2 separate regions of the Mus musculus genome follow, and region 1 is linked to region 2. The links are chromatin contacts, called in public promoter capture Hi-C maps. All regions are on one chromosome and are shown on one strand. Each heading gives the region's core, a stretch centred on a gene start, on an enhancer-like site or on the middle of the called end of the contact. The rest is flanking DNA. Distances are from core to core; before and after follow the strand shown.

Region 1 (3,960 bases), core at 1,023-3,522, 260 kb after region 2:
ATAATATATTTAAGCCAAGTCCGACAGTGTTGGTCTGTAATCCCAGATGTGGAGAGGCTGACATGGTAGATTGAAAATTCAAGGGCTGCTTAGGCGACACAGGAAGTCCAAAGCCAGCCCAAGTGACTTAGTGAGACTTTCTCAGGGCAAAAAGCAAAAGGAGGCTGAGAATACAGCTCAGTGGTAGAGCACACACTAGCCATACTGGAATAAGTGTGTGTGTGTGTGTGTGTGTGTGTGTGTGTGTGTGTGTGTGTGTGCGTGCGTGCGTGTGTGTGTGTGTGTGTGTGTGTGTGTGTGTGTGACAGAGAGAGACAGAGAGATACAGAGACAGACAGAGAGACAGGGACAGAGACAGACAGAGACAAACAGAGACAGAAACAGATGGACAGAGAGAGACAGGGAGACTAAGAACCAGTACATGAAATCAAGTACTATTATCATCAGAGAGAGAGAGAGAGAGAGAGAGAGAGAGAGAATGAGAGAGAGAGAGAGAGAGAGAGAGAGAGAGAATGAGAATGTTCATTTGGTAGGGGGATCCTGGGAAGAACATGGAATAGTGTTTGTATTCACTGGTTTGAAAAGACTTTGAGACTATGCCTATATTGAGGGTGTTTATGTTTAACATCTTAGCAAGGCTTTGAAGAAGTTGTATGTGTATACACATGGGTACCCTCAAAGATTTTAAACATTTCATAAAGAGCAAGCTACTGTCTGTACAAACAAACACATGAGATGATAGCGATTTTTTTTTAAAGACAAAGCTGGGAATTTAATTTTTGAAATTCCTCCTCTTGTCTCTTTTTGGCTGAGTATTTCTTTTCACTGTTTCTTCCTGACTACGTAAGCACATCACAACAATATGAAATAGCAGTCTATGGCGTGTGGCTAACAGGACATCAGGATACTCATTCACATCATCTCAGGTGGAACGAACATTCATGCTGTGGTCCAGAAGCATCCTTTGCTCCAGACAGCTGATTTTCAGGCTTAAAGCTCACTGACGAAAGCCATAGCCCTGCTGTGTGGATTGCAGGGAGGGAGCAGAAATGAAATGCTCTCTTTCTAGCTCATAACTACCAACAATTCAAGCTAACGTTTTCTGTCGTTTTGACTTTACTAATTACTGTATATTTTAATACACTTGAAGAATGAGATTTTTCACAATGACTCTATGAGGTAGGAAGAGGTGTCGTCTTTTACAAATTTGGAAAGTGGACTTAAAAGAAGTTAGCACTTGGCAAAGTGACAGGGCTGTGAATAACAGGACCAGAATCTGAAATCCAGCTCTGGCCAGGAGCCCAAGGCTTCACCACAGTAATGCACTAGCTTTCTTATACGTGCAAGATATCCACAGGGCAGATACCAGGAACCGAGCACAGGAACACTACAGGAGCCTAGAGAAAGGAAGACTTTGCTAACTCCAAAGGCTGGACACCTTGTATTGGATTTGTTTAAAGTAATGAAATGTAGCTCTCAAGGGGAGACAATCAGTATCAAATTTATCTTGGGTTTTGGCTCTCTTTTAAAACGGGCGACATGAAGATTCCATTTGGAGATTAAGAACTATGATGTCATTTGAGTAGATCTTCCCGCTAGAAATAGGAACGTTAATAAAACACATCAATGTGACTACATTGTGTGTTCATTGGGCAAAGAATGACTGTGAATGTCTGAGTTGACTACAGACATCCGGATAAACCTCTTCAGCCACTCACAATGGACCTTTTATTTCCTACACTGCTCAAATGAGCTCTTTCTTATGCTCTAAATAGCGACAGAGGAAGTCGCATTCTTCCAGTAATATCACCATAGGCCATGACATGGCTCCTTTGAAAGCTCATTTCCAATTTTTCAGAGTCACCTGTAGATTTAATTTAATTTCCCCCTATTTCAGACTCATATGATACATACATCATCTTCATATTAAAGCCTTGTGTTAAAATCCAGCTCAGACATACTGAGTGTTCATTAAGAAGGGTCCACTCTTCACTCCCCATAAAGCACAACTGTGAAGAAATAGAGAATCAAGAGGCAGAACTAGCCACAGGGACACCTGATCCATAGTTTCTTTCTGAAAGGGAGGAACAGAAATCCTGAGAAGATAAATGCCTTGCCTGTGGTCACAGAGGAGTAACACATTTATGATGAACACAGGACCTCTTTCTTTTGCCACAAGTCCATCCTTTATGCTCAGTCTAAATCCTGTGGTCAGAGAAGCCCTTGTTGTGAACTCTGGCCACCACTTTGCACAATGCTTGGAGCACGCAGTGTTGGAGCAACAAAGGTTGGTTGAGTTGGAAACTCCATCTAAGGCTGTTTCCCAGTAGGGCAGAGGTGAGGATTCTGAGTCTGGAGATGTTTGGGGAGGTTATGGGACTTTAGGAGGCGGAGTCTTGCTGGAGAAAGTCCATCACTGAGATGCTCTCGGCAACTTTATAGCCTCCTACCATTTCTCTTTGTTTCTCTGCGGTGACGATAATCGTCTCTCCTTTTTCTGCTCCAGCTATGTGCTGACACCCCCATTATTGACTGGTCTGTGACCATAAACCAAATTGAGCGTTTGTCTATAAGTTGCTTCTGCTCATAGTATTTTTTATAGCAAAAAATAAAGGTTAATAAATAATGTTTAATAAATTTTAAGTAATTTGCATGTTTTAAGGGGTAGTTTACAATGTGTTATAATTTTCAATATTTTAAAAATATATCTCACCTTTATGTATATACCTAGTCAGACTTTACTACATCTATAACAGATTATGTCATTGTAAAATAAGAATATTTACTATGAGATGAAGAGATGCTGCAGAGGTTAAGAGCATTAGCTACTCTTTCAGAGGACCTGGGCTCAATTCCCAACACCCACATGGCAGCTCACAACTCTTCCAGGGGATCCAACACCCTCACACCTACATACATGCAGCCAAATCACCAATGTACATAAAGTAAAAATAAATTGGATAAAAAAGAATATTTATTGAAACAATAACTCTGTCTCTCATAGCCATGTTCCTTGTCATTCAAGGTTAGTTTGTGACAGATCTTTTCTTTGTTTTTTTCCTAATGACTGCAATTTATCTGATCAGTTCAGAGTTCAGACAGACACCTGTGAGTTCACATAAATCTAGACCCACAGCTATGGGTCCCTGGTCCCTGGTCCCAGGAACCATGCACTTTGTCTAGTTAGAGCACAGTGTCTATCCTTCACCTCCAGGGCACTCAAGCTCGAGCCTAGCAATAAGTCCCTCCTTATACACTCAACATGTTGAGCATCTGCCATATATCAAGCCCTGTTCTAACTGCTGGAGGTACACACTAGTGATGAATATATAGGGATATCTGTGCTCAAGGAACTCAGTCTGGGAGGTAGAGAGAAGGATCTTTTCTTTTTCTTTCTTTCTTTCTTTCTAGAAAATAATTATGTTGGGGAGAAATTTTACTTCAAGTTTTAAAAATAATCAAAGTTTTTTGTGATGGAGCATAATTGAAATCCCAACACTTGAGAGGCTGAGGAAGGAGGATCAGGAGTTGAAGGCCAGCCTTAGTTACATAGTCAGTTAGAAGCCAACCTAGGCTATATGAATTCTTACCTCCGAAAAGAAAAGTATTTTTAAAAATCAAAACAGAACAAGAAGAGAATTTCGAATGTAGATGAAGAAACTAAATGTACCTCTGAGAGCCTCTGGCTTGTCTCCACCTTTAACACAGACCCTGGAGTAAGCAGGTGATGACCACAGAGTTGGCTAGCGTGTGTGTGTGTGTGTGTGTGTGTGTGTGTGTGTGTGTGTGTTTTAAGTGCTGCTTTGACTCATTTAATTAGTTACTTATTTTGAAACTCATACCTTATCTTTTGCATAGCAATAGATGTTCTGATTTAGAGTTGTGAAAATCTTATAACATGGATGAGGTGAGAAATGAAACACAACTACTTTGCAACAGTATTTTGGAGAGATAAAAAAA
Region 2 (3,937 bases), core at 1,372-3,871:
CATTGGGTCTCCCTGATGTCTGAGGTTGTTGAGACATTGACCGCTTATATTTCTCTTAGACCTGTTTCCTGGCCTGTTTATAGATTGGATGATGTTGGATGTTTCACTTATTTGAAGTTCTTCATATATTCTATTTATATAGTGTAGATATTAATACCCTTAACTGTGATTTTTTTTTTTGAGCCTAGAACTCTCCAGGTTGCCCTTGACATCAAGGGATCCATTTATCTCTACCTTTCAAGTGCTGGGCCGAAAGCCATGCCCCAGCACACCTGACCTAGCAAAGGTTTTTTTCCTCCTTTCTGTAGGCTGTATCTTTATTCTAACATTAGGGTTATTGTTTTTTTGGGTTGTTTTAGTTTGGCTTTTTATTTTTGCTTGGCAATAAGGAAGAAAATGTCATTTCAGCCTATGTTCAAAAATTAATAAAGCTTTTAAGTTAACAATAGTGAATAAATTGTATTGGCTAAAGTGTTTTTGTTTTGTTTTTTTCTTATTTGTGCTATGCTTTGATCAAGTCCATCACCCATCTGCCCACCACTTTCCCTCCCAGCCCCACGTGCTTTATTTTTAAACCCAGGAGTCCACTTGGTGCTGTCTGAATGGCATGGGTATAGGGTCACCTGGTAGAGCCTCTCCGGGGTCACATCCCTGAAGATGACTCTTATTTTGCCAGGATCTGTCATTTGCCAGTAACTAGGAGTGGGGCATCATGAATGAAGCCTTCCGTGCTGGGATTTTGGCAAGTCCTGAGCACGGGGACACCTGAGCTGTGCAATAACCCTGTCATTGCCAGGCAACTGCTTTGCTGCGGGCGTCTCCTTACCTTCACTTCTACAACTTACTCTCATTCTGTGCACGTTGACCAGTTGTGGGTCTCTGTCCCAAGCGCAAAAAGAAGCATCTCTCTGAGGGTGGGACTGCGTTTATCTATGTTATTAGGAACTTAGGGTGTTACTGTGTTCATTCAGCCGAGGAAGATTTAGCGGGGGGGGGGGGGGGGGGGGGATTCTTATCTCTGACTTAGGCAGCCGGGGGTTTTGACTTGTCAAGTCATGAGTAACGTTGTGTGGAGTGAGCCTTAAGTCCAATCAGAGAGGGCTTGCTTAGTCTTACAGCCTCCGTTCTGTTTCACCAGTGGTCATATCCTGCCAGGCCGGTTGCTTTCAGGGTTGTTTGCTGCTGTTTGCTTTTCTCTCCCAGTAGGAGACTGACTTCCAGTCAGTGCCAGCTTGATTCTTCCGTGTTCTATGACTTACCCCATGTTCTATGTTGCGTCTTTAGGGCTTAGCATCAAATTTTAGGGGGTAGCCAAGAAGACTGGCAATAACCTATAATGTCTGGGTGTGTGTGTGTGTGTGTGTGTGTGTGTGTATGGTTTCTATATCAGTAAAAAGAGGTATTTCATACCTGGTGTTTGGCTGTTAAAAATATTCTGCGGTATCTAGGTGAGGCTGTCCCTGTGTTACAGGGCAGCTCCACTTGACCTCTGTACTATCTATAGAAACAAGAGAGACCCTGCCTCAAAACCAAGGGGGAAGGAGAGAATTCTGAATTGTTGTCTGACAACACCCCCCCCCCCACATCATGCATACACACACATACTAATAAAAGATGATTTTTAAAAGCTATCCCCACAGTCCTGCAAAGAATATCCCCTGTAACAGATTCATCTCTATATTTGAAAAAGCAAAAGGATATTTTCCACCTGCATCCCACCATGTAGCTCACATTGGCTTTATGTCACCTAACTCCACTTGCCTCTGTCGTCTTGAGCTGGGATCGCAACTTCGCAACACTTATTTATTTATTTATTTATTTTAGATGTAATTTTTAATGTGTATGAGTGTTTTACCCCAGTATATGGCTGTCACCATGTGTCTGCAGGGTTGTTTTGTTTTGTTTTGTTTTGTTTTGTTTTGTTTTGTTTTTGATTTTCGAGACAAGTTTTCTCTGTATAGCCCTGGCTGTTCTGGAACTCACTCTGTAGACCAGGCTGGCCTCGAACTCAGAAATCCACCTGCCTCTGCCTCCCAAGTGCTGGGATTAAAGGCGTGCGCCACCACGCCCGGCTATTTTTTTTTAAGATTTATTAATTTTTATGTATATTAGTACACTGTAGCTGTCCTCAGACGCACCAGAGGAGGGCATCAGTTCACATTACAGATGGTTGTGAGCCACCATGGGGTTGCTAGGAATTGAACTCAGAACCTCTGGAAGAGCAGCCGGTGGTCTTAACTGCTGAGCCAATCACTCCAGCCCCGAGTCTGCAGATCTTGATGGTTCTAGTTGTAGACAACTAGAAGGAACTTAGTGAACTCAGTCAGTCTTGCTTGAAGTCAGTCTTGCTGCTGTGCAGACAGGAACTGACTGGATCAGAAGTTAGGCTCCTAGTGAAGACAGCGAGGGCAGAGAGGTGTCATACAGAAATGGACCCGCTTGCTGTGTTGGAGGAGACAGATTATCTGAGTAGGCGAGTAGTTGCTGCTTCCTTCTTGTCCCTCCCAGAGTCGTCACTATCCATACTTCCTGCTCCCCACTCAGCCCAGAGTGACCCTCGCTGGTATGGAATAAAAGGAGACCTTCCCAAGGACTGAGGGTACAAGAGCAGGGACCTTGCTGCGCACGGGTGTACCTTACACTGTGGTATGAACTCGCCTCCAGGCTGGATTTGATCCGAAACTCTGAAGTGCTGTCTCACAATAGAAACCTGTTGGGTTTCCTTTTGTAATCCTGGTTAAGCAAACACACAGCTGAAGTAAATTATCCATTATCCATTCCCGTTTCTCTAATTATGGGTAATGGAGTGTGAAGGGGACACAGTAATCCCTGAAATCATGTTTACTTCAGCGGAGCCGCCCCTTGGTGATGGGGGAGGGGAGGCACCTGCCAGCGCCAGCAGCTCTGACACTTTTCCGGGGCTATCTGAAAGCTTTCATGAGCCTACAAGAGGAGTGTGACTCTTTCGTTTATTTGACGTGAGAAATGACATCTTTGTTCACCTTGAGGGAAGACATGAAAAGCGGCCATTGTCGTGTCCTGTCTACTGAAGAGGAACCACAGTCAAGTGTGGTCAGTTGAGCTCATTTCTTTTTAAGACTCTGCTGACCTTCGTTGTTAGACATAAGCTCGCCAGCTTCTTACCTGTCCACACTGGCCCTGATGACCCACGACACACATGCAGCCTCAAGCCCTCCTCCGTAGCTGTGCTTGTGTCCTGCCAGGCTAGTTAGACCTGAACTCCAGGGACCTCCCCCTGAGCAATGTAGTGATGTGCCTGGCTCAGTAATTAAGCCTAATTATGTTTTATGGCGAGCAGACATCCCCGCTCTTCATTTCCATTTCTGACAGTTTAGTAATTGATGCCCAAGCTCCTATCTAGCCCCTGGGCTCAGCCTAAGTGTGTCTGCTTGGCATTTTTAGCTGTGCTGAATGAAAAGGCAAGAGTACATGATCTCGCCTCGCCTCCAGCTGCCAGCCCTGGCTGTTCTGGAACTCACTCTGTAGACCAGACTGGCCTCAGTCTCCCAAGATCCACTTGCCTCTGCCTACTGAGCTGGGATTAAAGGTGTGCTGCATGCCGTTTTAAAATATTTGTTCCACTTTTTTAAAAGTTTAGAGTGGCTGGGCAGTGGTGGCACAGGCCTTTTAATCCCAGCACTCGGGAGGCAGAGGCAGGCGGATTTCTGAGTTCGAGGCCAGCCTGGTCTACAGAGTGAGTTCCAGGACAGCAATGGATACACAGAGAAACCCTGTCTCAAAAAAAAAAAAAAAACAAAAGAAAAAAAAAAGGGGGGATGGGGGTTAGGTTTATGGTATTGTTGTGAAATTCAAAGGTAGTTTTTTTAAGTCCTGAGAACTGTTTTTAAAAATGTATGTTTAAAAGTATACGTATTGTGTTTGTGTGCCTGCACACTCGCATACAATGTAATGAATG

Evidence for each region. Capture Hi-C pulls out chosen DNA fragments and counts their contacts.
Region 1: a contact with region 2 is called in a promoter capture Hi-C map of liver. The contact joins two enhancer-like sites. A contact is called at or near these places in 1 of 484 Hi-C or Micro-C datasets (cerebral cortex) and 2 of 9 other capture datasets (adipose tissue and liver).

Annotation. Positions count from the first base shown.
Region 1 is chr3:121,705,034-121,708,993 of GRCm38.p6, forward strand. No RefSeq gene overlaps it. Among named protein-coding and RNA genes, the nearest start is that of F3, 17 kb to the right of the region's middle. Within about 2 kb of position 2,273, at least 39 of the 459 cell types and tissues checked have an H3K27ac peak or open chromatin away from gene starts, as enhancers often do. A contact at or near this core is called in liver, where this site is marked.
Region 2 is chr3:121,445,525-121,449,461 of GRCm38.p6, forward strand. The region is part of intron 1 of Cnn3 (calponin 3, acidic); the gene reads left to right. Among named protein-coding and RNA genes, the nearest start is that of Cnn3, 21 kb to the left of the region's middle. Within about 2 kb of position 2,622, at least 75 of the 459 cell types and tissues checked have an H3K27ac peak or open chromatin away from gene starts, as enhancers often do. A contact at or near this core is called in liver, where this site is marked.